7 separate regions of the Mus musculus genome follow, and all the other regions are linked to region 5. Evidence: chromatin contacts called from public ChIA-PET, HiChIP or PLAC-seq and promoter capture Hi-C data. All regions are on one chromosome and are shown on one strand. The core of a region is the stretch at or near the end of the contact, and the rest is flanking DNA. Distances in the headings are between cores, read along the strand shown.

Region 1 (3,520 bases), core at 644-3,143, 820 kb before region 5:
CCCTCGGCCAGGGCCTGCTCTCTGGGTCACATTCCTGCAGCCACCTCCCTCTCTCCCTCAGTCTCCCCTCCTCCTGCCCACTTCCTTTTCCCACTTCCATACTTCCCACAGTCCAGCCACCTCCAAAGGAGGGAAGATGTCTGCTGGGGGCTGGGGGGGAGGGGGCTGATGCTTCTCCAGACACACTGGATCTGTCTCTAAGCAGAGTGTGTCAAGGCTGCATGCAGCACAGGGGCTAACCGTGGAGGGCGCGGTGGCCCGAGAAGCTGTGCACAGAGCTCCCAGAACTCTGAGGTCCTGGCCTAAGGGTTGTGACTGGCGCCTGAAATACAAAAGGCCTCTCTCCTGCTCACAGGATGGAGACTATCTTTGCTAGTACCCAACCAAGACCCCTACATCTCCAACAAGCAGGTCAGGACAGGTACCCCCTGCATCCCAGCGTCTCTCTCATCTAGCTAGCACTCCAGCTGCCCCTGCTCTAACACCCACAAAGCCCAGTCACCTCTTCTGCACTTGACACCTACACACTTGATAGCCTCACAGTCCAGCTGCACCTGATTCCAGCTGGACCTAAGGGAGAAAAGGGAGATCAAGAGATGGGACAGCAAGAAGAATTTGGGGAGCTCAGGAGGTAACTGTTGGGGAGGCTGAGGCCAAGCCATTACTTCCCTTTTCTCAGCAGAGGAGGAAGTGAGCTGGGGCAGCCAGCTGCCTATCCTGTTTGTTGGGGGCAAAAATTCTCAGTCTAGTCCCTCTTTTGGAACCACTTTCAAATGGGCATCCAGGTAGCACCGTTAATCCAGGCTTCCTGAGCTCAGATGACAACCTGTAATCCTGGTGTAGTCTTTTTTCCCCCCTCTGGTTAGGGTGTTCTGAAGTTAGGCATTGGTATCCCAAATATTGAGCAAACAGGGACATTCCTTCCCCCAACAAGAAAAACAAAAACTGAATTGGTTGCGGGGGAATTCCTCTTCCCAGGAGTGGGTCACTAGTAGATTTTCAAGACTGTGGCTGGTGTTCTAGGTTACAAGGGCACTGCTATCCTGTCCACTCCCAAAAGAGGTGATGATGTCTGGTTTTTGGTCTGAACCTGGCTACAGCTTAAAAGCAAGTTGCAAGTTAAGTTTGGAGTTTGGAGAAGGAGGCTGGCCCTTCCAGGGCAGGTGCTGTGAGGGTCTATCCTCTCGGGTGATGAAGTGGTGGTGGTAGCCCAGCCAGTTGCAGCTCGGAGGGGGGCTCTAACTGAACATCTTATCTCAGCCTAGCCAGTTTACTCACGTGTCTCCATCCTCAGAGATGTATGTGAGCGCCTCGAGTTGCTGAGGGCTCAGCACCCCCGCGGGGGGCAGCGGCGATCCTGGGGCGGGAGGGCTTGGATCCTTGGCTTCGGGTCTCTCCAGTAAGGGGAAGGATTCAGTGAGAGAGGAGGAGGCATAAGTGGAGTCCGCTCGCTCTCCATCCGCATCTTCTTTCTCTGGTTCCTTGTGGGTCTCCGGAGCATGTCTCCAAGGCTGTGGGCAGCCGCTTTGGGATGATCCGGAGCCTGGGGCCGCAGTAGGTTCAGGCAGGGAGCGTAGAGAGCGCAGCGACTCTATGCCAGAGTCACACTGGCTATCATCCGCCTCGTCCGGCCCCTTCCGCGCATCCGACATGCCGGCCGCGCCAGCCCGGGGTCCAGGGTCCAGCGGGATCTAACTCTGAGGTGTGCAAAAGCGAGCTTTTCCGGGTTTGTGTGACCGCCTAACAGAACCAGAGTCACTCTCCGAGCGGCTTCATTACCTGCCTGTGCAGGCGCGGGGAGCGGATGAGAAAAGCGAGAGGTCCAGGGCGCCGGCCAGGTCCACCGCAGCGGGTGCTTTGGGCAGCTGAACGGTCCCTAGTTAGGTCTTCTCTGTCGCCCCGCCCCCGGACCCAAGAAGTGGCCCGCAGCCACTGCCACGCCCACAGCCCCGCCCTCAAAGGAGCTTCCGGGTAGAGCCCCGCCCCTCCGGAATCCCCCTGTTTGCTGCTTGCGTAGGCAGGGAGTCTCTGGTTACCAGTCTTGACTCACTCCTGCGTGGATTGTTTCGCCCATTCATTCATTCACTCATTCTTCCCCTTCCCTTTTATTTCATTCACTAATTCCGTGCATTTGTTTGTTCCTTCTTTTTAGTTCCGTGGTGTCTTCATTCATTTATTCATTCAATTGTTTAAAAAGTGTATTTTTAAAAAACTTTTCTGCATAAACCGGCTACTTTGTGGGGAGTTTGTGTAGGTTGGTGGTGGTGGTGGGGTGTCTTAGCGTTTCTATTGCTGCAATGAAATACCCTGACCAAAAAGCAAATTGGGGAGAGAAGGTTTTATTCGGCTTATACTTCAAGATCATAATCCATTATCAAAGGAAGTCAGGACAAAACTGAAACAGGACATGATCCTGGAGGGAGAAGCTGATGCAGAGGCCATGGGGAGCGTCTTGCACACTGGCTTGCTCCCCATGGCTTGCTCAGCCTGCTTTCTTATAGAACCCAGGAATACCAGCCCAGGGATGGCATCATGCACAATGGGATGGGGTGGGCCTTCCCCATCAGTCACTAATTAAGAAAGAGGCTTACAGCTGGATCTTATGGAGGCATTTTAACCGAGGTTCCCTCTTTTCAGATGACGCTGGCTCCCATCAAGTTGCCTGACTAGCCAGCACAGATGGGGAAGGGGTGGTGATGGTGGCTCTGCTTGCTATCCTCTGCCTATTTTTTTCTCAACTTCTCTTGCCTTTTCACTTATTTTCAATCAGTGCTCAGGGGGATTGGTAAGAGAGAGTGCATCTATTATCTTCAGGGGAGCAGCTTTTCCCTGGGAAACCTTCATAGACAGTTCTGGGTCAACTCCCCTGATGATAGACTTGGCAGGAGGATGTGATCTGGGGAAGTGGGTTTTCTAGGGAGGACTTATCTCACAAGCCTTGGTGGTCATGGGGTTTCTTCTTCCTTGCAGGGTGTGCACTGGCCTTTGGTAGGTACAGGAGATGGCTGCCCCCAGCAGTCAAAGAAGTTTAGTTCCTCACAGTGGAGCCAGGGTGGGGAGGCCCCTGACACTACTGAAGTTTCCACCCTAGCCCTGAAGTCTTTCCCCTCCCTTCTTGCTTTTCTTCAACATGACTAGGGTTTGAGAGAACACCACCCACAGGCGATCCCTGAGATGGAGCATCTTGCTGCTCTTTTCTTGGGGCTAGCAATGCCCTTAGAAGACCATTGCCAACCATAGGAACAGCTTCATTGCATCCTTGGTACTGGGGGATGGGGGAGCTAGCAGAGATAGCTATTATGAGCCATTCTCTTCTGCCTCCCCCCCCAAAAAAACCTTATTTTCTTCATCCATTCACTCGTTTGCAAACATATGGAGCCACTCTTGAAAATGACCCAGGTTCAATTCCCAACATCCACAGGTGGGCTAACAACCATCTGAGATCTAATATGATGCCCTTTTCTGACCTCCACAGACACTAGATATGAACAGATGCAGGCAAGACACTTATACACATAAA
Region 2 (3,509 bases), core at 213-2,712, 860 kb before region 5:
TGGTAACAGAGCCAGACTTGGGAAGGGAAAGAGGGGGTGAGGTGTGTGTGTGTGGGGGGGGGCAACGGAAGAAGGGAGGCAAAGGCAGGGAGAGACAGACCAGACAAACAGGGCAGGGATCTGGCGTTGTGGACAGACATGAGGCTACTCTTAAGCCATGGGATAGTGCCCAGAAAAATACCACCCAAGCCTGACTTCCTGCCCTCTGTTTGCTTAGTGCTAGTGGGGAGATGTGTCATCTCTGTGGGAGCAGGAAGGCTGTATACGCCCCCACCAGAGCAGCTTGAGAGAACCCACTGTCCTACAGAGTCAGCTACCTCCTAAGGGCTCAGTCGTCCTCTGGGGAGACTGAGTGCGTCTTTTCCCTACGATGTTAGCACTGGTAATTGTTAATTAGCTCCAATGGTTTCTCTGGAGCACAGGTTCCTTAGGGAGGTGGGGTGAGACAGGCAATCTGGATGGGATGTTCTTGCCTCAGGACCCTCCCCAACTTCTGGGATACATCAGTAGGGAGTGCTACTGTAGGGGGTCCCTCCTCCTTTGTACCCCAGCGGGGGGGGGGGGGGGAAGGAAGGAAGGGGAGGGGTATGAATGGTAAGAGGCTCAGCAAGGCTTCTAGCCCCGAGGGTTATCTTGGGATGGGACATGGGACAGTGAAATGCTGGCTAGGACAAAGATGTGCAGGATGTGAGGCCTTTCTTCCTGGCTCCCCTTTCTCCGGTCTCCAGCTGTGTTTCAGTTTTCTTAGAGGCCTCAGGGCTGTCCTCTTATGCCTTCATAAAGGAGCCTTCAAGGCAACATGGGGATGGGGGGGGGAGAGATGCTGTTTGTGTGGTGTGCGGCGAGTCTGAGGGCAGGAGAGAGAAAACAAAACACCTCCAGCGTCTGGGTTCCAGAACGCTCAAATCTGAGGTATCCCAGAAAGTCTTCTTGAAGGGAAAAGGAGGAGTGGAAAGGAAAAAGGATGTATTAGAAGGGTGTGTGTGTGTGTGTGTGTGTGAGGGGGTTGCTAGCAGTAAAACGGTGGAGTGTGAATAATGGCGTGGGCGGGGTTCGGAGAGGGATAACGGAACACCTGAGGTGGAGCGTGGCTTGTGGGGGCGTCTGGACCTGGGTGAGCAGAGGGCCTGTCTGTGCAAGAGTCCCGCCGTGGAATGTGTAGGAGTTAGGAGCGCAGGGCCAGCGCGGAAATTAGGGGTACGCAGTGGGGGGCCCGTGCCCCCCTCCCAGGCTCGCGTGTCCGGGTGACAGTTGGGAAGGGTCCAAAGACGTGCTCCGCCATCGAAGCCAGCAGCCCTGGCGGCCCTAGGCGTAGGGTCTCTGACTGGGAGCCGGTGAACTGTTGAGGGGGCGGCGAGGAGCCTGGGGGCGGGGCTGTCGCCGGGAGGAGGTGGCTCCCACGGGCCCGGGGCGGACCCAGCAGAGGGCGGGTTTGAAAGCGCTCGGGCGGGCGCGGGAAGCGCTGGCCAAGCGCGCAGATTTCGTCGCCGGAGGTGTCCTTCTCCAGCAGGTGCTCGTAGGGCTTGGGTGGGACATGTTGGGGACTCCGGGGTAGAGAGTGGAGTGTCCGGCTTGCCAGGAGGGAAAAGGAGGCCCGGTCTGCCAGCTCCGAGGCCGCGACAGGGACTTTGGGGTGCGGCCCCCACGCGGCGCGTGCAGAGCAGCGCCAGCACGTGGCGCGCATGGGCCTGGCTCTGGGTAGGGGGACTCTCCTTTTGTGGGGACCAGGGCGGAGCTGGGCCCAAGACAGCCTGGCTTCTGGGCCTGGAAGCGACTGTCGCTGTGTTGACTTCCGCAGAGGATCGGCGTGTGGGTAGTTCAATGCTACAGTCCTGTGTGAACTAGAGGGAGGGGTTGTGTTGCCTTCTGCCCCGAGGCAGGAGGATGGGGAATGCGGGAATACAAATGGACGTGAAGGGAGCTAGCTGGCCATTTACAGACTAAACTCCTGTTCCTGGCCTCCCTTTCCTGGGCGAGTCCTCATTTACTCTACGCGGAGAGTGAACGTGTGACAAGATAAAGGACTGACGCGCACACCCAGGCTTCCTTTGGATGAAGGCTCTCTCCACCCCTGCACCTTATACCCCATTCGGGTCCTCTTGCCAAGCCTGAGCCAACCCCCTCTTCTCCATTAACCCTCCTTCCGTCCTGTTCCTCTTGTCCTGCTTGTGTGACCTTTGCATACAATAATATATGCGTGGTGGAATGGTTGTGAGTTGTCATGACTCTGAAACTAATGTTATGTGAAAGAATGGCCTGAATCTCCCACTTGTTTTAACCCTTTAATTGGAGCACTGTTGCCTTCCTGGAAGCCTACACGAATAGCTGAGGAGCCTTGTTAATTTTGCCTTCCCCACTTGAGAAGGAATCTAGAATGATCGGTACATTGAGTATTGATGCTGTCACCCCCATTCACCAGCTCTGCGGGCTTTCTCAAGTGATGGAGCCTCTTTAAACCTCAATCGCCCTAACTGTTTAGTAGAAACGGGGCAGCTGGAAGAGGGGCATCCTCAGATTTCAAGAGAAGATTCCGATGTAGCAGAAACTAGGCTGAGAAACTGAGCTATGTGAGAGGACCCTTAGGACGCAGGAAGGCCTCAGATGGGCGATAGCTTTCAGGGCCTCTCCATCTCGGCAGGTCAAGGCATGGCTGAAATGATACCAGAGGCCCTGAACTGCTATCAGATCTCTACTGGGACAAAAGTAAAGAAAGCCCCTAAGCAGCAAATGGAATGTTTGGATGTGGGTGGAACCCGAGAGGTGGGAATTTCTGCAAGGGGAGAAGTGATGTGTGTGTGTGTGTGTGTGTGTGTGTGTGTGTGTGTGTGTGTGTATATGTATGTGTATACTTGTCCAAGCCTAAGCCAGTTTTATGATGGAAGAGTTAGCCTCCCTCTGGCTTGTGGCTGTATTCACTTTTGCTGGTGCATGGGAGAGGTGTGGGGTGCTCGGTGGAGAATTAGCTATGTTTTGATGGGGTCCCTTCCCTACTATCTAATAGAAACCTGAGTCCTCAGGCTCCCCGCAGCCGCAGCAGAACCCTCTTGTCCTAGATAAATAGCAGTGCTACTGTTTGCTGCTGCTCTGTCCCCAGTGCCTAGGAGGATGCCTGGCGGACCCACAGAGACCCTCAGCAAATAGTCCTTAACCAACAGCAGGAGCCTTCTGCCTCCTTCTGGAGGTGTGTGGCTTTGCTGTCCAGTACTGAGGGATTTGGCCCGTCTGGGTTTCACCCACAGCAGAATAGAAAAGCGGCTATAGGGCCTCAGGGTGACCAGCTGTGACGCCTGTCTGGGTGGGCGGGGACTGAAGTTCTAGCTGCACCTGAGAGCTGACCTGGCTGCCACAGGCTTAGATCCCCTGCTGAGCCGGTTGCTTGGGCTGCTGTCTTATCTCCCAGCTACAGGGTGGCCCTTTATCTCTCCCAGCTTCGCTGGTACTTTTAGCTTCTGCAGCTTCTTAGCTTGTGAGACCCCCGCTGAATGGGGGCCCCTTGAGGCCTGAGGGAT
Region 3 (3,464 bases), core at 164-2,663, 660 kb before region 5:
TGGGTAACTTGGCTTATTGTTAACCCAGCTAGTTAATTTTAAGGAATATTTAATCAAATCTTTCAATTAGTAAACTCTTATTCCAAAAGAACGTTTATTAAGTCTTCAGGAAGAAGAGAAGCAATTCAGAGATCCAAATAAACAAAGCTTCCATTTAGTGTGTATCCATCCATAAATCACAGCTAGATTTCTCAGAGCTCCTGAAGACAACAGTTTACTGGTTTGAAATATATAAATACTTTATTTCAACTGTGTGGTGATTCTTTCATCATCTCAGTTGATTGCTAAATTATAAACATCATTCAGAGTTCACTGTGAGGAGGAACTGTAGTTAGATGGTGTAGCTAACTGCTAATCCTCTACTTGAGGCTCAGGAAGGTGGGCTTTCTGGGCAAGCACAGTGCACCATGGCTGCCAGTGTTTGACCTTTGCTGCCATGAACTTTGGAATAGTGAATCCAAATTGTGGCTCCATCTCAAGCCCATCAGGCAAGAAAACACGCAGAGTTGTCATGGCTGGTGTTTCCTAAGCATACTTAAAAATATCCTCTGGAGTTTATACTGTGGGTCATTTTTTTTTTTTTGAGCCACCACTTATGTTTAATATTTGTAACTTGGCACTTAAAAAAAAATGTTCTTAAGATTCTTAAAACTGGGACTCAGTAGTTACAAGCACCAGCTGCTCTTATAGAGGACCCAGGTTCAAGTTCCAGCACCTACATGGCAGCTCACAACTGTCTGTATATAACTCCATTTTTAGGGGCTTAATATCCTCACACAGACTTACATGCAGGCAAAACACAGTGCTCATAAAAATAACAGTAAATAAATAAATCATTAAAAAAGAGATACTTAAGACTAATAGAACCATTTCTTTGATGCAGCACATGGTTGGATGTGCTTCTGAGCCTGTTAAGCATTGTAGTCACAGATCAGAAGTAAGTGGGAACCAGTCTGCATTGTAACTGAATTCGGGGATTCTATTTTGCAATGGAGGCAGAATTAACTGGAACCTTGTCAGACATTTGTTTGTAAAGGGGCAAGCAGAAATAAGAGCTCAGGAAAGTTGTGCAAGTACAGCGTACAGAGGCATTTTAACATGCAGCAGAAAGTCCCAGCCTTGGAGTAACTTCTGGGGCTGTTATGAGCTCCTGTGGGAGGTTAGAGCTTTTATTGTTTCTAGTATTTCTCCCAGAGTAACAGAGAGGCTCAATTTCTGTTCCCTGCCATGACTCTAAGAAAATGAGGGATGGCTGTAATTCATTGTAGAAAAACTTTCACCAAATTGTTAAAGATAAAGTGCTTTCCCCTTACTTACTCACACATTTAGGGAACACTGCTAGATAACTGCTGTGTTCCAGACACTGCTCTAGCCTGGACACATGACAGGGAACAAGACTGACATGTGCTTCGCTCTTGTGGACTTGGGTTCTCTGGAAGCATTAGCGGAGGGCCTCATTTTCGGATGATGCTAGCATTAGTCATTTCTGTGTTTGGGAAGTGCAGAGAGAATTTGAAGTGTTCTAAGTTGTTTCCACTTTGAGTGGAAATAGGAAATCATCTGAAGACATAATTAGTTTGAGTGAAGCAGTTTCCATTAGGAGCACAAGTGAAATAAAAAGCCAGAATTTAGGCCCTGCCATTAAGTTTAATAATATTTGAAATTGTAACTACACTGCTGTGTTGAGGAAGCATGACTAGAAAGTGGGTTTTGTCATGTTAGCTATAAAAATGGAAAGGCTGTCCTCAGAGGTAGAAACCAGGCCCAGTGGGGACACTGTTCTCCATATGTTACTTGCACAGTCAATATAGTCAAGAAATATTATGTAATGTTGACTTCTTGCAAACAAGTGGCTTACAGAACAGAGGTAGCAATTTAAAGGCCTTCTTGGTATATTTCTTAAAGCTCTGCCAAGGACCCTGACTTTGTGAGAGTTACATTATAGCATAATTGGCTGTACTGCAGATCCCATTTTTCAGTGCTTTTCATTATAGAGGCAGATATTTTAACACAGGAAAAGATGCACTTGTTACTCCACAGTGAAAACTTAGGCTAAGGATTAAGTTGGTCGGCATTGCTGGCTAGAGAAGTCTGTGCTGGAAATACGTCTATAGCTGTCCATCTGTTTTCCTGAGGCTGGGATGGCTGGAATAGGTGGCACGGGGTACATAGGAGGACTCTTTAGTCCTTGATAATTCTCTTTCCCCAGTTCTGCTGTCTGTCATCTGTCATGCCTCTTCAGGCTCCTGGCAGATTTCTTAGTTGTCTCCAGCAAGAACTCAGATAGGAGCTGACACTGGGGTCAGAGATCGAGCAGCACAGCCGTGTTGCTCAGTCCTCCTCTGCATGAGTTGAATTTGTGTTTTATCTCCTAGTCTGAGGATGCAACTTGCTCTGTGGTGCTGTCAGGTGCCTGGCTGCCTTGCTTGTTATCTAATGCTTACTAAGTCTCATAGATCACTTGAACCTGCATCTTATCAGTAGAGGGAAGGGTCATGAGAAAAACTTGATGCGAATAAGGAGTGCGGAGTGCGGTGATGGAAGGCGAGGTACTGGTGACCGGTCTGAGCGTGTTGTGGTGATTGAACTCCATCTTGCTTTGACAGGATCCTGTAGCTGAGTGATGGACTGGCAGTGAGCTGCCGTCTGCTGTGTGTTTATTTTGGGTGTCCCTAAACCTCTTTTTATATAAGGTTATATTCTGGCCCTTAAGCAAGTTTCAGTGAGGGATGCTCTGAATGTTTCTGAACCTCACTGGAATGGGCTTAAACTGTAGACAGTATAGGAGACCCAAGGAGAATGTGTTTATTTTGGAATTACTTAAGCTTAGTAACCTTAACAAACGCAGTGAGCTTGAAAGTAACAATTAGACTTTTATAAGCCCCATACAGCTCCCTTTGTAATGACCCGAGGAAACACTTACGGGTCCGCTGATTCATCTCCTGGGGACCATCAGTTTTCCACTGGTCTCTGGCCAGTCTGTTTTAGACAGTTTCTCTTCTATGCACTTAAAAATAACATTTCTAGACGTTTTTCTAAAAATAATACCTGTGCTTTGTAGAAAATGTAAGAAAAATAGAGAAACTGCAGAAGAAAAGAAGCTTACTGTTCATAAGCCGCCTCTGTAGATACAGTCACCCCAGTACACGTGTGGGCACACATATACTTTTAAATTTTTTCATTTAATTTTATGGTGTGTGTGTGTGTGCTACCTGATTTTATATATAAGCGTGTCATGTATGTGTCTAGTAGACATGGAGGGTATTAGATCTCCTGGAGCTGGAGTTACAGATGATCGTGAGCCTCCATGTGGATTCTAGGAATGTAACCCAGGTCCTCTAGGAAGCAGAGAAAGTGCTCTTAATCACTGAGCCATCCTTCCAGCCCTCTTTTTGTTTTTTCTTTGTTTTTAAAAAACTGCTTATTTAATTTGTTGGTGAGTGCTAGTGTGAATGTGTCAGAGG
Region 4 (3,308 bases), core at 549-3,048, 770 kb before region 5:
GGCCTGACTTACCCCAAGCTTAGCCAGATGTCTCTGGTCTCCAGGTCTGGGTCCAGTCCTGTCTGGGAGTCACCACTGAAGTAGGAGACCCACAACCTGTCCTCAGGGATCCCGTAGACTTGAGTCAGAAGTTCCCAGGCCATGCTACAAGCTTCCTCCTGTAGGCAAAACCACCACGGGGGGTGGAGAGATGTGACATTGGGGCCACCCAAGATCATGAGGCCAAGACAAAAACCATTCCCACTACCCACCCTAGTTTCAGATCAAGCCATGTCCATTTCTGCCTTGAGTTTTTCCTGTCCCCATTCTTACAAGCCTACCTTCTTTCCAGACCCAGATGAATTCTATCTTCTCCTTAAGCCTCTCAACCCACACACCCTGACCTGGGGACTTCATGTCCAATGACAATCTCAATACAGCTGCCTGGCTATCTGCTCAGCTAACTTTTAAATAGCCATTAAGCAGGAGACAACCCCTTCCTTCAATCAGCGAAGTGAGGCATATTCTTTCCTATTGGATGTCGTGTGTGTATGTGTGTGCCCGTGCCCGTGTATGTGTGGTGTACACACCTGTAACATGTGGACATGTGCTTGTGAAAGTCAAAGGACAACTATGGGTGACTGTACTTAGGAGCTAATTTTTGTTTAAAACAGGGTCTCTCATTAGCTTGGGACTTTGATGTTGGCCAGACTAGCTTGTCTGTGAACTTCTTCAGGGATCTGTTTCCATCTCCCATCTGGCCATTCCAGCATCATAGGCACACACCGTTAGCCCGCACTTTAAATTCGAGTTCTGGGGAATCCACAAGCACTTTACCAACCCAGTCATCTTTCTGTCTCCCCTATAACACACTGTGTTTAGCTCTTGGTCACAACATCCAGCACTCAGGGTTCAAAGACTTTAACTCTAGAGCTCCCTGGAAACTCACCTTAAAATATTCACCCCCGAAAGCCCAGTTGCCAAGCATCTCGAAAAACGTATGATGAGAGAGATCACGCCCCACATCCTCCAGGTCGTTATGGCGTCCTCCAGCCCTGACACACTTCTGGCTATTAACTACACGTCGGAAGCCTGCCATCTCACTTCGTGGATCCACTGTGCCCAGGAAGATGGGCTTGAACTAGAAGCACATAAAAGTCAGGAAGGGTAGAGAAGAGGTAAATGAACTTAAACAAGAGACTCTGCCTAGTAAAAAGTAGTAAAATTTACAGATAAGGGAAGTGGTTGGACAGAATCAAAGCTTCAAGAATATTACCAAGCACCTAGCAGGAGTGCAATAAATGTCTACTCAATGGATGAATTTTATTTATTTAAATAGTCTTCCACTCAGAGCCTGCCCCTCAGGACTTCACAGCTGCTATCCAGAGATAATAAACTTAATTTCTCCCCACAAGTTTCCAAGCTAATTCCCCAAGACCTAACCAGGCCCCCACCCCATTTTACCCAGCCTCTCTTCCACTCAGAGTTCCGCCCCTCACTTTTTTGGTCCAATCCTGAAGCGCTTTTCTCAGGCTGACTCCCGAGCTCCGCCCCCGATCGGTGTGGCCCCGCCCCTACCTGGTTCATGCCTGCATTGACGAAAAGCAGGCTGGGGTCGCCGCGCGGCCTCACGGTAGCGGAGGGCACGAGCCGGTGGCCGTGGCGATCTCGGAAGAAGCTCAGGAAGGCGTCCCGCACGGCCGCTCCGTGGGGTGGACCGGGCTCGGTTGAGAAAGGCTGCCATGGGCACGACCTCCCAATGGCTCGCCGCAGCTTACCGGCTGCGGCAGCCAACGCCACCGCCATCTTAGCTCCGGGCAACGGCTTCGCGGGGTCAAAGAGTGACGTTCGAAAGGACGCCTAGTGTTTCCTACAGCGGCCCCTGGCGGGTGGAAGACTTGGGGGGGGGGCAAGTCTCAGCTTCTAGTGAAAGTGTTTCCCCAAGAAGGGGACTTCTTCCCCTGGCGAGCGGCTCAGCATACCGTAACTTTGCATAGAGTAGGCCCTTAATTCATCCAGGATTGAACAGATAATTATAAAAAGATCATTACATGCTAGGCTGTATTTTGAACGTTAGTAGCAATATTAACACAATGCCTCTGCTTCCAAAATCTGTATTCTGGCAGTAATGGTTGTTGTGCTATTGATTTTGTGGAGTTGCAAAGGAACAGGTGTGGGTGCAATTCGGTGCGTGGACCGTGTGGTTTGTGCTGATCCAGGCTGAAGAGTGCCAAGGGATCGTGAGTATTCAAGAGGTGGTCAAGAACCCTGCGTAAGTGCCAGGCACTGCTCTAAGACCTTGCCAGGTCCTCTTCTGCCCTCGGTTTGCAGAGCCACTTTGTCCTTAGGGACTGAAGCAGGTTCTTTGGAGCAGGAGTCTGGTGGAGACACAGAAGCCAGACTGCATCTGCTCCATTATTAATTGCTTAATGACATTTGGTCTTTTAATTTGCTTGGGGATGAGAGAATCCAGGTCGACAGGTCAGGACAAAGCTGTTGGCTGAGAGCTGTGGCGATGGCTTTCCATGAGCCTCCCAGGGCCCTGAGGCTTTGAATTTTGCTGAGAGAAAAGAGATACCTGTCCTGGCAGGCCCAGTCCCCTTGACTTCCTTTCTATGGTAACAGACCTTGTGGGTGCAGCTAGACAGCTCAAGGACTTCTCATGATGACCTTGCTTGACCTTTAGTCTGGGAAAGTTAGCAGATCTAGGAAGAGAAAGGGATTTGCCAAGTTTAAGACCCAACAGAGCAGTGGTTCTCACCCTGTGGGTTGCAACCACATAGGGTTGCATATCATTCATTTACATTACGATTTGTAACAATAGCAAAATTACAGTTATGAAGTAGCAATGAAATAATTCTATGGTTAGGGGCCATCACAACATGAGGAACTGTTTTAAAGGGTTGAAGCATTAGGAAGGTTGAGAGCCACTGCACTAGAGGTTACAGAACTGAGGTCTTTGTGGTCAGAAGGACAGCCTTGGCCACCCAGGGGGCTCTTTTGGCCACCAGTCTTTGTGTGTTATTTGGGTCTTTTGAACTTTTGAAGCACAGCTTCTTTTCGGGGAATACATAGTCTATTTTGGACTTGAGTTTCTATAGCAATAGTGAATTCTGACAAGCCTGTATATCTATCCCGTGATCCTCTGCCTTCTCTTTTCCATGTAGGTTAAAGGTGTTGTTCTGCCTCTTTTGGTTTCCTCCAGGGTGTTTGGAACAGAAACCTGAAGCCAGATGGGGATTTTTGAGATTGGTGACCTTGAGAAAACACTGAAATTCTTTAACTAACTGCGATGAGCCCGTTTTCCCAGCTAGAGGAGAAGGAGATCC
Region 5 (3,272 bases), core at 189-2,688:
TCATCCCTAGCCTGTGAGAGAGCAAGCAGTCACACTCAACTCTGTCCACTCCTCAACCCCCAGAGCGCCTCTCAGGCACAGGAGCACGGGTCCCCAGACCATCTGAGCACAGCGATCCACTTTTTGTATTTTCTAGTCTCGAGTTGCAAAGAGGCGCAAACAACCTCTTTTGCGCGCTCCGGGTACCTTTTCTGGGCCCTGCTGGGCGCGCGGGGAGGGAAGGTCAGAGAGTGGCAACTGCGCTAGGGAGGGTCATGACAGGTCCCTTGCTGAATTTGGAAGGCATTTGCACCCCAGCAGTAAAAGCCCCAAATTAATGGCTACGTGAAGAGCTTTAAATAAGACGGATGGTGAGAAATGTTACCCAGCTAGCCCTCTTCTTTAGTCCTCCTAGGGGACGACTCCCAATTTTTCATTGATTTCACCAAATCACAGTTGCGTCAACTACCTTGTTACGAATCGCCGGGGATTTTGGTAAAATGATTCTATTTGGAAGCGTTGGAAGTTTTAAAATAATAGGTTAGGCAAGACATATAACAGAACATCACGCTGAGAGGTGAGCCAGCCCGATATTGCTTCTGCCTGGTTCTTGGGGTGTATCAGCCTCCGGCGGATTTCCCGGCTTCTGTGGGCGCCGCCGCACGTTGTTTGATTTGTTTTGAAGGCTCAGAATTTGAGGCTGGTCGGAGACACCCACGTGCTTCTGATTCCCATCAGTATAATGATCGCCTCAGTTTGAGTCGTGTCTATATAAACCACAAAAACCTAATCATTAGAAATCCCAGCCTCCAAAAACCACATTTTAGGTAAAAAAACAAACAAAAAAAAAAAAAACAAACAAAAAAAAAACAAAACTGCTGCCGCTCCCCGCACTCCTTCATCTCTCAACCACAATCTTTTGGGGATTCCAAAATCGCCTCCCCCCATAACGCCGGGAAACAAAAACATAAATAAATAATTACTGAACTTTTTTTTAAACTTTTTATTTTTAACCCCCCAAAGTGGGGAGTGGCTAGAAAGACAGTTAGACACTAGACTTAGTCTGAGACGAAGACTACACTTAATAAAAGATTGGGAAATGAATGGATAACCGCTGTGTATTCCCCCTTTCCCAGCAAGCATTTTATCAACTTACAACTTATTTTAATTACCAAGCTGTCATTTTTTAGTTCTTTTTATTAAAAAAGCAACCCATCCTTATTCTCCAATAATGACAAGAAGGAATATATAAGAAAAGTGTCCAGACATCCGTTAGAGTTTCTAAAACTATTTTGACAAACACTCCTGTCACCCATTTTGGTGTCACCTAAGGGGGGGCACTCCCGAAGCCTGTAAAAACCTGCCCCCCGCCCCAACCAATGTGGGGTGGGGTTGGGGGCAGGGTGAAGAGTGCTCAGAAGTCAACGTGGAGACTTGAGAATTTCCCTTCCTCCTCTCCTGAAGTTAACAACGAAAAATTAACGCCAGTCGGAGCAGCCTGAGGCTCTCCCGCTTCTCAGCTTTAGCGTCGTCAGACCGAGAAGTGGTTCCCGGTCCTGAGGGTGAAGTGGGGAGCCGAGGACGCAGGCGGCGATGTCCTAGGCGGGGACCTCCTCCCTACAGCTTCGGGCGCCGAGCGAGCGCAGCGGCGCTTCTAGCGGCCGGCGGGCGGCGGCAGCGGCTGCGATCCGCAGGCTCCAGATCTGTCGCCCCGAGATCCGCTCTCCCCCCGCCCCCACTTACCTCCCGGCACCTTGAAACGCGAGGGGGGCCCGGGGCACTTTGCAAAGAGCAGGAGAGACGAGGCTGCGAGCTAGACGGCGGCGAAGGAGAGGGCGAGAGGAGAAGCCGGGGAAAGGAAGGACTCGGCGGCCGGAGGACTCGGAGCGCGCTGCCGGCGCGGGGAGCGCGCAGCGGCCTCGGAGGAGGAGGCGGAGGAGGCGGCGCGGGCAAGCGACGGCGCCGCGAGCTGGGCAGCCGCGCTCTGCTTGGCGGTGGCGGACAGCGAGGAGCCACACGCACCGCCGAGATGGACTGCTGAACCTGCGGGGCTCCACTACCGTACTGGAACCCGGAGCGGGGCGCCAGCGCACCCAGGACACGGTGCCCCAAGGGGCCCCTACTGCAAGCTGTTAACTTCAAGTCCCTTGCGGCGGCTGGGCCAAACACGCCCCCGCGTCCCGCTCGTTGCAGCCACCGCCAGGGACTCCCAAGCCTCCCGGTGGAGATCCGCGCCTCTCGGGTGTCCCCACCCGCTACCCCGACTCTGTCCGGTCTCCAGTCGCCGGCCCCCAGCAGACTCCGCCCGGCACACGGCTTCCTCGAACTTGATTTCTCACCTCCTCTGTCCCGTCACCTCCATCCTCTTTCCGCCCCCGTCTCGCCTCCACCCCCTCGATTTCCTCCTCCTCGCCCCCCATTTCCACCCTCCTCCCCCTCCCCCGGCCACTTCGCTAACTTGTGGCTGTTGTGATGCGTATTCCTGTAGATCCGAGCACCAGCCGGCGCTTCAGCCCCCCCTCCAGCAGCCTGCAGCCCGGCAAGATGAGCGACGTGAGCCCGGTGGTGGCTGCGCAGCAGCAGCAACAGCAGCAGCAGCAGCAGCAACAGCAGCAGCAACAACAGCAACAGCAACAACAGCAGCAGCAGCAGCAGCAGCAGGAGGCGGCCGCAGCAGCAGCGGCGGCAGCGGCGGCGGCAGCAGCGGCGGCGGCCGCAGTGCCCCGATTGAGGCCGCCGCACGACAACCGCACCATGGTGGAGATCATCGCGGACCACCCGGCCGAACTGGTCCGCACCGACAGTCCCAACTTCCTGTGCTCCGTGCTGCCCTCGCACTGGCGGTGCAACAAGACCCTGCCCGTGGCCTTCAAGGTAAGAGACTGGTCACCCCCAGATCCTGGCCCGGCCCCATGGAACCTTCCCGCCGTGGTCTCGGTGCCCATGGGTGTCCTCCAAGACTCCAGCCTTGGTGGCTCCACTCAGGGGACCGAGGTGGCTCTGATCTACATACCCCGCAGCGGCCACCGCGAGCAGATCCCCCTTCTCACCTGTGCGCCCACTACCATGTAAGCCTAGGTTCCCTTGCTTCTTCATCCTTCAGTCTTCCAGGCGCGGTTCTTGCCTCTTTCCCTGCTGTGAGACTCCTGGGCCCCCAGACGCCCCGAGGCGCCCACTGTGAGCTGCAAGCTTCCTCCCGCCCCCTTCTCCCGGGGTCTCCTCACTCCACACGGGCATCCCGGCCTCTCCTCTCCGGGATTCTGTGCGCTCCTTCCCGCTTTCCCCTTTGCAGA
Region 6 (3,571 bases), core at 156-2,655, 840 kb before region 5:
CTGAGTGCCCATCCTCTACTGGAGGGCTCATCAGTCCAACAAGCTTCCAGATGCAGCCTTGGAAAAAGGCAAGGCTAGATTGCCAGCTGAAGGACATGGCAGGCCACCTTTAGAACAGAGGCACTGGCACAACTTGGTTTTCTGGCTCCTGGAACTGGGCCAACCTGTGACCAGCACCTTCATGCGGATGCCTAGAACTCCAGCTTCTCTGAAAAGACTGGGACCTGCTCCTCTCTAGGTCCAAAGAGCTGCATGCAGTAGGGAAGAGGCTAGAGAAGCGAAACCAGCTTGAGAAACAGCTTGTGCTCACATAGGGAGGGCGCACGTACCCGCGCGCTGTGTACGTGGGAGACCGGGGAGGCTGAGGGGTGGGGAGTGTTCTACCCAGTAGCGCAAGCTGCTAGCTCGGTTCTCTGTTCACTAGAAGGTGTCCGCAGTCACTCACCCCCACAGCCCCCGTGCCCTGTGACCGATCCAGGTCAGCTATCCCTCCCTCTGCGCTCCACTCCCCCACTGTTATGTGGGCCTCTTAGGGCCACGCGTGGAGGGTCGTTCAACCCTGGCCCACGGTAGGCAGACTTGGGGAAAATTTCTTCCCAGGGTAAGATCAAGGTAGGGGAAAAAAAAAAAAAAAAAAAGCCACCCAGCCAAGCGGCGACGAAGACACTGCCCCCGCCGCAGCAGGGGAGGTGGAGCCTAGGGGGGAGGGGTGGAGACCGCCGAGACAGGCCTAGAAACTGCTGGAAGAAATCGCAGCACCACCGCTGCTGATCCTTCCGCCGCAGGCCGCCAAAGAGTCCCTACCAGCCCAGGCCCGTGCCCCTCCCCTCGGGGAAAGCGGCTCCCAGCCTGAAGCTGTGCTGTACCCGGGAGGGTGGGGATGGGGGAATCGGGGGCCTCCTTAAAGTTGGACAAGGAATTTATCATCCTTTTCTCTTGATGTGCGATTTGTAGGGAACATTCTAGTAAGATCGGGTCTGGAAATGGCAGCCGAGTTGGCCACCTCCATTCTCTTTCAGTCCCCTGAGTTCTGGACTCTTGGGGGGTGGGGGGGTGGAAGCGCCTACCTTGAGTTTTCTGAGGCAGTCCGTAGGGTATTCGCCCGCAGATACATCCCTAATTGCATATGCATGCTCCCTGCTCATCTTGAGGGGGGACATGTCCTACTCCTGCAGAAATGGGGGATGTGCAAAACGATATTGAATTGGCCTTGACTCAGGAACCAGGCCCGGGGTCCCGCTCCTCCCCGCCCCCTCCACGATCTGCTACCATGACGTCAAGGTGGGCGGGCGGCGGCAGGTGCGTGGCCCGCAGCCACTCCTTTAAGGCGGAGGGATCCAAGGGCGGGGCCCGGGCTGTGCTTCGCCTTATATAGGGCGGTCGGGGGCGTTCGGGAGCTCTCTTGAGTCACCCCCGCGCAGCCTAGGCTTGCCGTGCGAGTCGGACTTGGTCCGGGCCCACCACCCTGCTCTGTACTACTACTCGGCTTTCCCGTCAAGGTAAGGCCGGGGTCTCTCGTCCCCGGCGGCTCTCCGGGGGCTTCTTCCCGGGGTCCCAGCCTCCATCTCATCTGTCCCAAAGCCTCCTTCCCCGGCGGGGCAGCCTGTGGAGATAACGTGTCTAGAGGTTAGAGGTTCGGGCTGTACCCCGGCGGGCTTGCACGCGAGGCTCCCCGGGGCGGGTGGATTCCCCGGAGCGTGGGGTGGGGGTGCGGCCCGGCCAGGTGGTGGGCGGCCGCACGTGGTAGTCGCCGACCCGGGACGCTGCCATGTTTGCCCTCCACTTCCGGGCGCGGCTGCAGGGTCCGCGCGGTGGCGGGCTGCTCTGCGTGACTCAGCAAGGCCTGGGGAGGTTGGCCTGGCTGCCTCCCCCGGACGCCGCCGGTACCAACGTGCTTGATTTTGGGGAGGGGTGCACAGCAGGGACGCCGGAACCCACCGCGCTTTCCCTTTCCAGATCTTTCTGCCCTCCCAGTGGAGGGCGGGGGAGGAGAGACAGAGCAGGCACGAGAAGATTCCTAGGTCCCTCCCTTTCTCCTCCCCTCCCCGGAGCTCAGATTGTTCTGGAAGCCTGGGCGCCCCGCCCCAGTGCCCGGATGCTGGGGCGGTGGGAGGGTTTCAATGGCGCCCCCTCCCCGTGTGGCTCCTGCCGACGCATGTCCGGCAGTGACGAGGGTCGTTGGACGGCTGGGCCACCATTTTACTTGGGTTCCGGCCTATGCAAGTCTGCACAGTGAGTGGTCACGGTGGAGCTCTTGATTTCTTTGTCCTGATTTAATTGCCCCGTGAGCGCCTCCCAGACTACAGCTTCAAGGTTCTCTTGCCCTGCTGGGTGGAATAAAATAAAAATTAAAAAAGACTGCTTTTTCTGTTAAAGTTGTTCCTCACCCCAATGAGGAGATTGTAGTTAAGGGGTGTGAGTACCAGGGGTTGCTTGAGGTTCTTTTTTATGTATTGTTAACTTAGTCTGGATTTTTACCATATTGCCAGGTGTTCTGTTCAGAGTCAGTGAGCTATGCACTGAACATGCCAATGTTCAAGAGTTTGACTTTTGGGCATCTGTTCTGGAAAACCCATCTTTTAGGTTTTTTTCTGTCATTTTTGTCTTGGCCATTGTAGCTTAAATGTCCTTTTTTAAAGAAAATGGCTGCTCTTGTCTCTTTGGGTTGGATACTTTCCCAGACTAAAGAAGTTTGAGCTGGATATTAAAATGTGTGTCTATAATGGTCCTTAGTAGTAATTCTTTCATTCTTAGATGCCTGAGGAAGTGCACCATGGAGAGGAGGAGGTGGAGACCTTTGCCTTTCAGGCAGAAATTGCCCAGCTCATGTCCCTCATCATCAACACTTTCTATTCAAACAAGGAGATTTTCCTCCGCGAGTTGATCTCTAATGCTTCAGATGTGAGTATTCTGTTGTTGAATTTCTAAGGCTTCACGGAAGTGTGTGTGTGTGTGGGAGTGATTGAGAAGAACAGTTCAGTTGATGTTGAAGGGGGAGGGACTGTTTGGAAAAATAAAATAATCTGGCTTTTTGCGTTTACTACAGGCCCTGGACAAGATTCGATATGAGAGCCTGACGGACCCTTCTAAGTTGGACAGTGGGAAAGAGCTGAAAATTGACATCATCCCCAACCCTCAGGAGCGCACGCTGACTTTGGTGGACACAGGCATTGGCATGACCAAGGCTGACCTCATTAATAACCTGGGAACCATTGCTAAGTCTGGCACGAAGGCGTTCATGGAGGCTCTCCAGGTGTGTGGCCTTTCATCCACACCGTCCTCTAATTTGTTACTGCTTAAGTTAAAATTTGTCTGTCTAGGGTATTACATATTAGGACACTTATTAGAAAAAAAGTACAAGTGGTTGGTCAGGACAGCTTTGACCCCTAGATCTCTGGACATTGAACTGATTGTTACCTTGCGCAGCAGATGGTTATACTTGGCCAAGAACCATGTTGCTGATCCTCTTTACTTCAAACCCTTTGCAGGCTGGTGCAGACATCTCCATGATCGGGCAGTTTGGTGTCGGATTCTACTCGGCCTATCTAGTTGCAGAGAAAGTGGTTGTGAT
Region 7 (3,502 bases), core at 828-3,327, 630 kb after region 5:
ATGTGAGACAGGAACTAGTTTAACTGAAATGGGAGGTGTCACTGAAAGACGAAACCCCCAAGAAGTCGCTTATATCACCCAGGGTATACGGGGGGTGGGGGAGAAAAAGATCTTATCATTTCCACGAAAGGATACATATGCCAATTAATTTCCAAGTAGGAAGAGGGGAGCGGCGTACATGAGTAATGCCCCACTCGATGAGTTGCAAAGCCAGCAATTTCTGAAGTGTATCTTCTCTTCTGGATTTCTTGTTGTACAAGGAAACAAATAGCACTTATCATTTACCCCTATTTGACATGGATTCCAAGCATGGTTGATAAAGGAAATATAAGAGAGATAACAGGAGTTTGGTGCCAAGGGAGACCATTTTGCCTCTTTGGCTTTGACTGCTTTATCTTAAAGTGGAGGAGACCGGATAAGGAAGCGTTTCTTTCTGTTAGTGATCAGCTTGATGCTCTCTTTATTACATGTGCCACCCATAGAGCACTCAATTCTGTTTTTTTGTTTTTTATTTTTGTTTTTTTTTGTTTTTGTTTTTGTTTTTTTTTTTTTTTTTTTGCATCAGGATATGCAGAATCTCGGTTCCCAAAAGCAGAAATTTAAGTCCTGTTAAACTGTACATTGCATAAACTCCCCTAGAACTCCATCTTACCCTATTGTTCAAAACAATTGGCGGTATCGCAGTGACAATGGCAGCTAACACGATGACCGGTGACTGGCTGAGTGCTTTATTTGCTTTAGAAAACGTATTGGACAAGAACCCTGAGAGGTTGGTCCAGGACTTGCTCTGCAGATGAGGAGATAAAGCTCAAACAGGTTGAGGCACAACCTTACTCAGTGCCCAACATTACTCAGTGCTGGCCAAGCCAACCTGTGGGTCCAAGACGCTCCAGTTTGTGAATGTACAGGATAGCTGGAGGCTTGAAACTGGAATCAATAATGAACTGACTACACTCATATTAAAATTGTCTCCTTGATTGCACCCAGGCTCTGAATTATGGCTGTACTCTCAACTCAGAGCAGGGTACCAAATTCAGCCTTTGACGTTTAATGCCCAGAACCCAATAAATCCAGCTACTGGGTTTCCAGCTAAGTCTTTTAGATTTCAGGGTATAGTATATGATTTTGATATCCTTAACTCGATTAATTGTATCCCCTTAAGTATCTTGTGTGTAGATACTGTAATGAAAACATTTTCTGAGCACTTGCATCTTAACAGAGGAAGCATTTAAACATGGAGTACCTTAACATACCTCGTTAAACCCAAAAATCATTGAGTAAGTCCATGCATGTCAGGTTCACCTTTGGGCATTAGAGATACAAAGAAAAAATACTAACCTCTTTGTCAACTATGTCTGGGCAATACAAATATTAAAGAAATATATCTCGGGCAATTCTGCTAATTAAGTTTGAAGTTGGATAATTCAGCTATTAATACTAGTTTTAAAGGCACGAGCATAATTTCACATCCACGGCTGTGGCAAAATTAGAACAAACTTAGTTTGAGGACCCCAACAGACTTTTATTTGGGACTGTAGAAACAGACAACACCTTATTCTAAATAGAAGGAATGTGCGCGTGAGATGACCAGAGGATGATTTTAAAACAGAAAGGGAATTTTAAAAGGCAGAAACATGACCAGAAAAAAAAAATGAACTGGTTGTTTCAGAGTGTCTTTCCTTGTGCAGGTGAAGGCAAAAGGAACTTCTTCGTCTTCTGCCTAAAACAAGGGACCCACAACAGAGTAATAAGAAAAGGGCAGCCAGGGCGGGTGAGAGGGTGGGAAAGGCAAACCTCTCTGTCCAGCTCCATTCTACCTGTCTCCGAGTGGTACCGTTAAATGAACCAATGGGTAAGGGAGTCCCATTCACCGCGGGCTCGGGCATCCAATCCGGGTACGCGTCTCACACTCGGCGGTCGGCCCCAGGCGCTCTCTGCGGCGTCCCGCAGCAGCTGCGCACTGGGAGCCTCCGGAGCGCCCCGGGGCAGCGCCAGTCTCTGCGGGGGCCCGCGCGCGGGGGGTGGGGGGGGGCGTCCGCTACTGCGCAGGCGTCCCAGGAAGCGCTCCGCGGAGCCGCGCTCCGCCCGCGTCCGCCGACCAGATAGTGGCCGGGAGCGCGGGGTTCCGCTAGCGCTGAGTTCCGCGCGCCAGACCGAAGTGGCGGTGGAGGCGGGTGAGTCCCGGAGGGAAATGCCACTCCCTTCCCCAGCTCGCCGAGGGCGGAGGGTAGAGACGGTGAGAGCTTCTGGTTCCTTCTTCTCCACCCGCGGGTCGGTTCCGCTAGTGGAGACGCGCGTGGGGTGACCAGGGAGGCGGGGAGGAGGAGCATACGGCGGCAGGTGGATGTCAACTGTGGCGTTAGGTGAGGGGCGGGGGTCATGGCCGGGGTCAGGGTCAGGGTCAAGGCGTAAGGGCGGGGCCACGGCTGCCTGGGTGTCAGCTTCAGGGTCAGTGCTTTCGTGCTGTCAATTGGCATTCCTGATCTAAAATGTAGAGAGCAGGCTGAGGGAGATGCCGGATGCTGGGTAGGCGCTGCGCAAACAACCCTTCCCAATGCTGGAGCCAGCCCTGAGCCTGGATGGCTGTCCAGCCAGTGACTGGAAAAAAAATCCCCTGTACCTTTGGTGGGACTCCAGAGGAGCCAGCTGCAGAGAGAAGCACGCGGATGTGTGGGTTTCCCCTTTCTTCCAGTTTCCCCAGAGATTTCTCAGTTTTAGGGGGACTGTTGAGTTTTCGTGCTTCTCCCCTGCCTTACCCCTCAACTAAGTTTAAAGGCAGTTTTACTGGGTGTGCCTGGGAAGAAAGTTTGTTGGATGTACATCATGGGGCATTTTGTGTGCAGTAAGATGTAACTGAGTTGAAGATGCTATGTGTGGCCTAGAACAGCGGAGAACCATTTAGAATCGTAGAATCATTGAGACTTAGAAAACTTTCAGGGAGTTGGGTTTCTTCCCTTAGGTTAAGCACTTAATAAAAATCTATGGGTAAACCACCTGTTACCTGTGCCACACGGGCAATAAAGGATATTGCTATTTTAAAGCCACATTTGAATTTCTTTGCTTCAAAGAGCAGAGGGAATGCTAAGGCTGATCAGGGACTTTTCCCTTACCCTCTTCCAGTCCAAGCCTTCGATGGTCTAGGATTCAGTGAGAGCTGATGGACGTTTAGGCAAACAGTTAACCCAGAGGAGGCAAGGGATATTTCCCCACCCCCACCCCCAAACTGGAGACTATATCAGATTTCCAGTTACTGCTAGTCCAGATATATCTGCCCTTTCCCCTCCCCTGCCCCCCTTTTTAAATTCCCTTTGGGGTTTTGTTGGGGTGAGAATTACAGAATTTCTTACAGCATTTTATAATTTCACTCCTGGATCCATGGCTTTCTCATTCCATGAAAATGGTCTGAGGACCTTTGGATGGGCGATTTGTTTATAGCTGAAGACTCAGTGTTAGCATGAAACATGGATCTCTACTCTGCTGAGGAAAGCTGTCCTGACAGACA

What was found. Promoter capture Hi-C pulls out the DNA fragments that hold promoters and counts their contacts. ChIA-PET counts read pairs in DNA pulled down with a chosen protein or histone mark. HiChIP or PLAC-seq counts read pairs in DNA pulled down with a chosen protein or histone mark.
Region 1: a contact with region 5 is called in a promoter capture Hi-C map of embryonic stem cells, with 3 times the contacts expected there. The contact joins the promoter of Nfkbie here to the promoter of Runx2 in region 5. A contact is called at or near these places in 2 of 39 promoter capture datasets (embryonic stem cells and neural stem cells), 1 of 484 Hi-C or Micro-C datasets (embryonic stem cells) and 1 of 115 datasets of contacts at active chromatin or transcription factors (pancreatic cancer cells).
Region 2: a FOXA1 HiChIP or PLAC-seq map of pancreatic cancer cells shows a contact between it and region 5. The contact joins the promoter of Slc29a1 here to the promoter of Runx2 in region 5. A contact is called at or near these places in 2 of 115 datasets of contacts at active chromatin or transcription factors (bone marrow-derived macrophages and pancreatic cancer cells).
Region 3: a contact with region 5 is called in an H3K27ac HiChIP or PLAC-seq map of the NIH/3T3 cell line, with 15 times the contacts expected there. The contact joins the enhancer-like site here to the promoter of Runx2 in region 5. A contact is called at or near these places in 11 of 39 promoter capture datasets (the 3T3-L1 cell line, 3T3-L1-derived adipocytes, the HPC-7 cell line and 6 more), 2 of 15 datasets of contacts at CTCF or cohesin (the NIH/3T3 cell line and pro-B cells), 13 of 484 Hi-C or Micro-C datasets (3T3-L1-derived adipocytes, B cells, adipose-derived mesenchymal stem cells and 8 more), 16 of 115 datasets of contacts at active chromatin or transcription factors (the NIH/3T3 cell line, SST interneurons, acute myeloid leukemia and 11 more) and 1 of 9 other capture datasets (embryonic stem cells).
Region 4: a contact with region 5 is called in a FOXA1 HiChIP or PLAC-seq map of pancreatic cancer cells. The contact joins the promoter of Aars2 here to the promoter of Runx2 in region 5. A contact is called at or near these places in 2 of 115 datasets of contacts at active chromatin or transcription factors (embryonic forebrain and pancreatic cancer cells).
Region 6: a contact with region 5 is called in an RNA polymerase II ChIA-PET map of effector CD8 T cells, with 6 read pairs. The contact joins the promoter of Hsp90ab1 here to the promoter of Runx2 in region 5. A contact is called at or near these places in 4 of 115 datasets of contacts at active chromatin or transcription factors (bone marrow-derived macrophages, effector CD8 T cells, memory CD8 T cells and 1 more) and 1 of 9 other capture datasets (liver).
Region 7: a contact with region 5 is called in an H3K4me3 HiChIP or PLAC-seq map of stem cell-derived neural progenitor cells, with 3 times the contacts expected there. The contact joins the promoter of Enpp4 here to the promoter of Runx2 in region 5. A contact is called at or near these places in 1 of 39 promoter capture datasets (embryonic stem cells) and 1 of 115 datasets of contacts at active chromatin or transcription factors (stem cell-derived neural progenitor cells).

Annotation. Positions count from the first base shown.
Region 1 is chr17:45,554,073-45,557,592 of GRCm38.p6, reverse strand. Nfkbie (nuclear factor of kappa light polypeptide gene enhancer in B cells inhibitor, epsilon) reads right to left here and starts at 1,893. Exons shown (of 6, transcript NM_008690.4): 1 at 1,279-1,893. The coding sequence starts at 1,652.
Region 2 is chr17:45,593,483-45,596,991 of GRCm38.p6, reverse strand. It overlaps Slc29a1 (solute carrier family 29 (nucleoside transporters), member 1), which reads left to right and starts at 1,462. Exons shown (of 14, transcript NM_001357771.2): 1 at 1,462-1,510.
Region 3 is chr17:45,399,285-45,402,748 of GRCm38.p6, reverse strand. The region is part of intron 14 of Cdc5l (cell division cycle 5-like (S. pombe)); the gene reads left to right. Among named protein-coding and RNA genes, the nearest start is that of Cdc5l, 33 kb to the left of the region's middle. Within about 2 kb of position 1,413, at least 49 of the 459 cell types and tissues checked have an H3K27ac peak or open chromatin away from gene starts, as enhancers often do. A contact at or near this core is called in 3T3-L1-derived adipocytes, the NIH/3T3 cell line, beige adipocytes and 3 more, where this site is marked.
Region 4 is chr17:45,505,331-45,508,638 of GRCm38.p6, reverse strand. Aars2 (alanyl-tRNA synthetase 2, mitochondrial) reads right to left here and starts at 1,798. Exons shown (of 22, transcript NM_198608.2): 1 at 1,558-1,798; 2 at 929-1,120; 3 at 13-158. The coding sequence starts at 1,785.
Region 5 is chr17:44,734,814-44,738,085 of GRCm38.p6, reverse strand. It overlaps Runx2 (runt related transcription factor 2), which reads left to right and starts at 1,438. Exons shown (of 7, transcript NM_001145920.2): 1 at 1,438-2,853. The coding sequence starts at 2,452. RefSeq lists a cis regulatory region at 539-547 and a promoter at 1-1,683.
Region 6 is chr17:45,571,095-45,574,665 of GRCm38.p6, reverse strand. Hsp90ab1 (heat shock protein 90 alpha (cytosolic), class B member 1) reads left to right here and starts at 1,405. Exons shown (of 11, transcript NM_008302.3): 1 at 1,405-1,499; 2 at 2,755-2,901; 3 at 3,047-3,253; 4 at 3,489-3,571. The coding sequence starts at 2,755. Gm35399 (a long non-coding RNA gene) reads right to left here and starts at 1,351. Exons shown (of 2, transcript XR_385595.1): 1 at 1,270-1,351; 2 at 1-1,169.
Region 7 is chr17:44,104,383-44,107,884 of GRCm38.p6, reverse strand. It overlaps Enpp4 (ectonucleotide pyrophosphatase/phosphodiesterase 4), which reads left to right and starts at 2,077. Exons shown (of 4, transcript NM_199016.2): 1 at 2,077-2,236. Gm34917 (predicted gene, 34917) reads right to left here and starts at 2,101. Exons shown (of 4, transcript NR_167720.1): 1 at 1,818-2,101.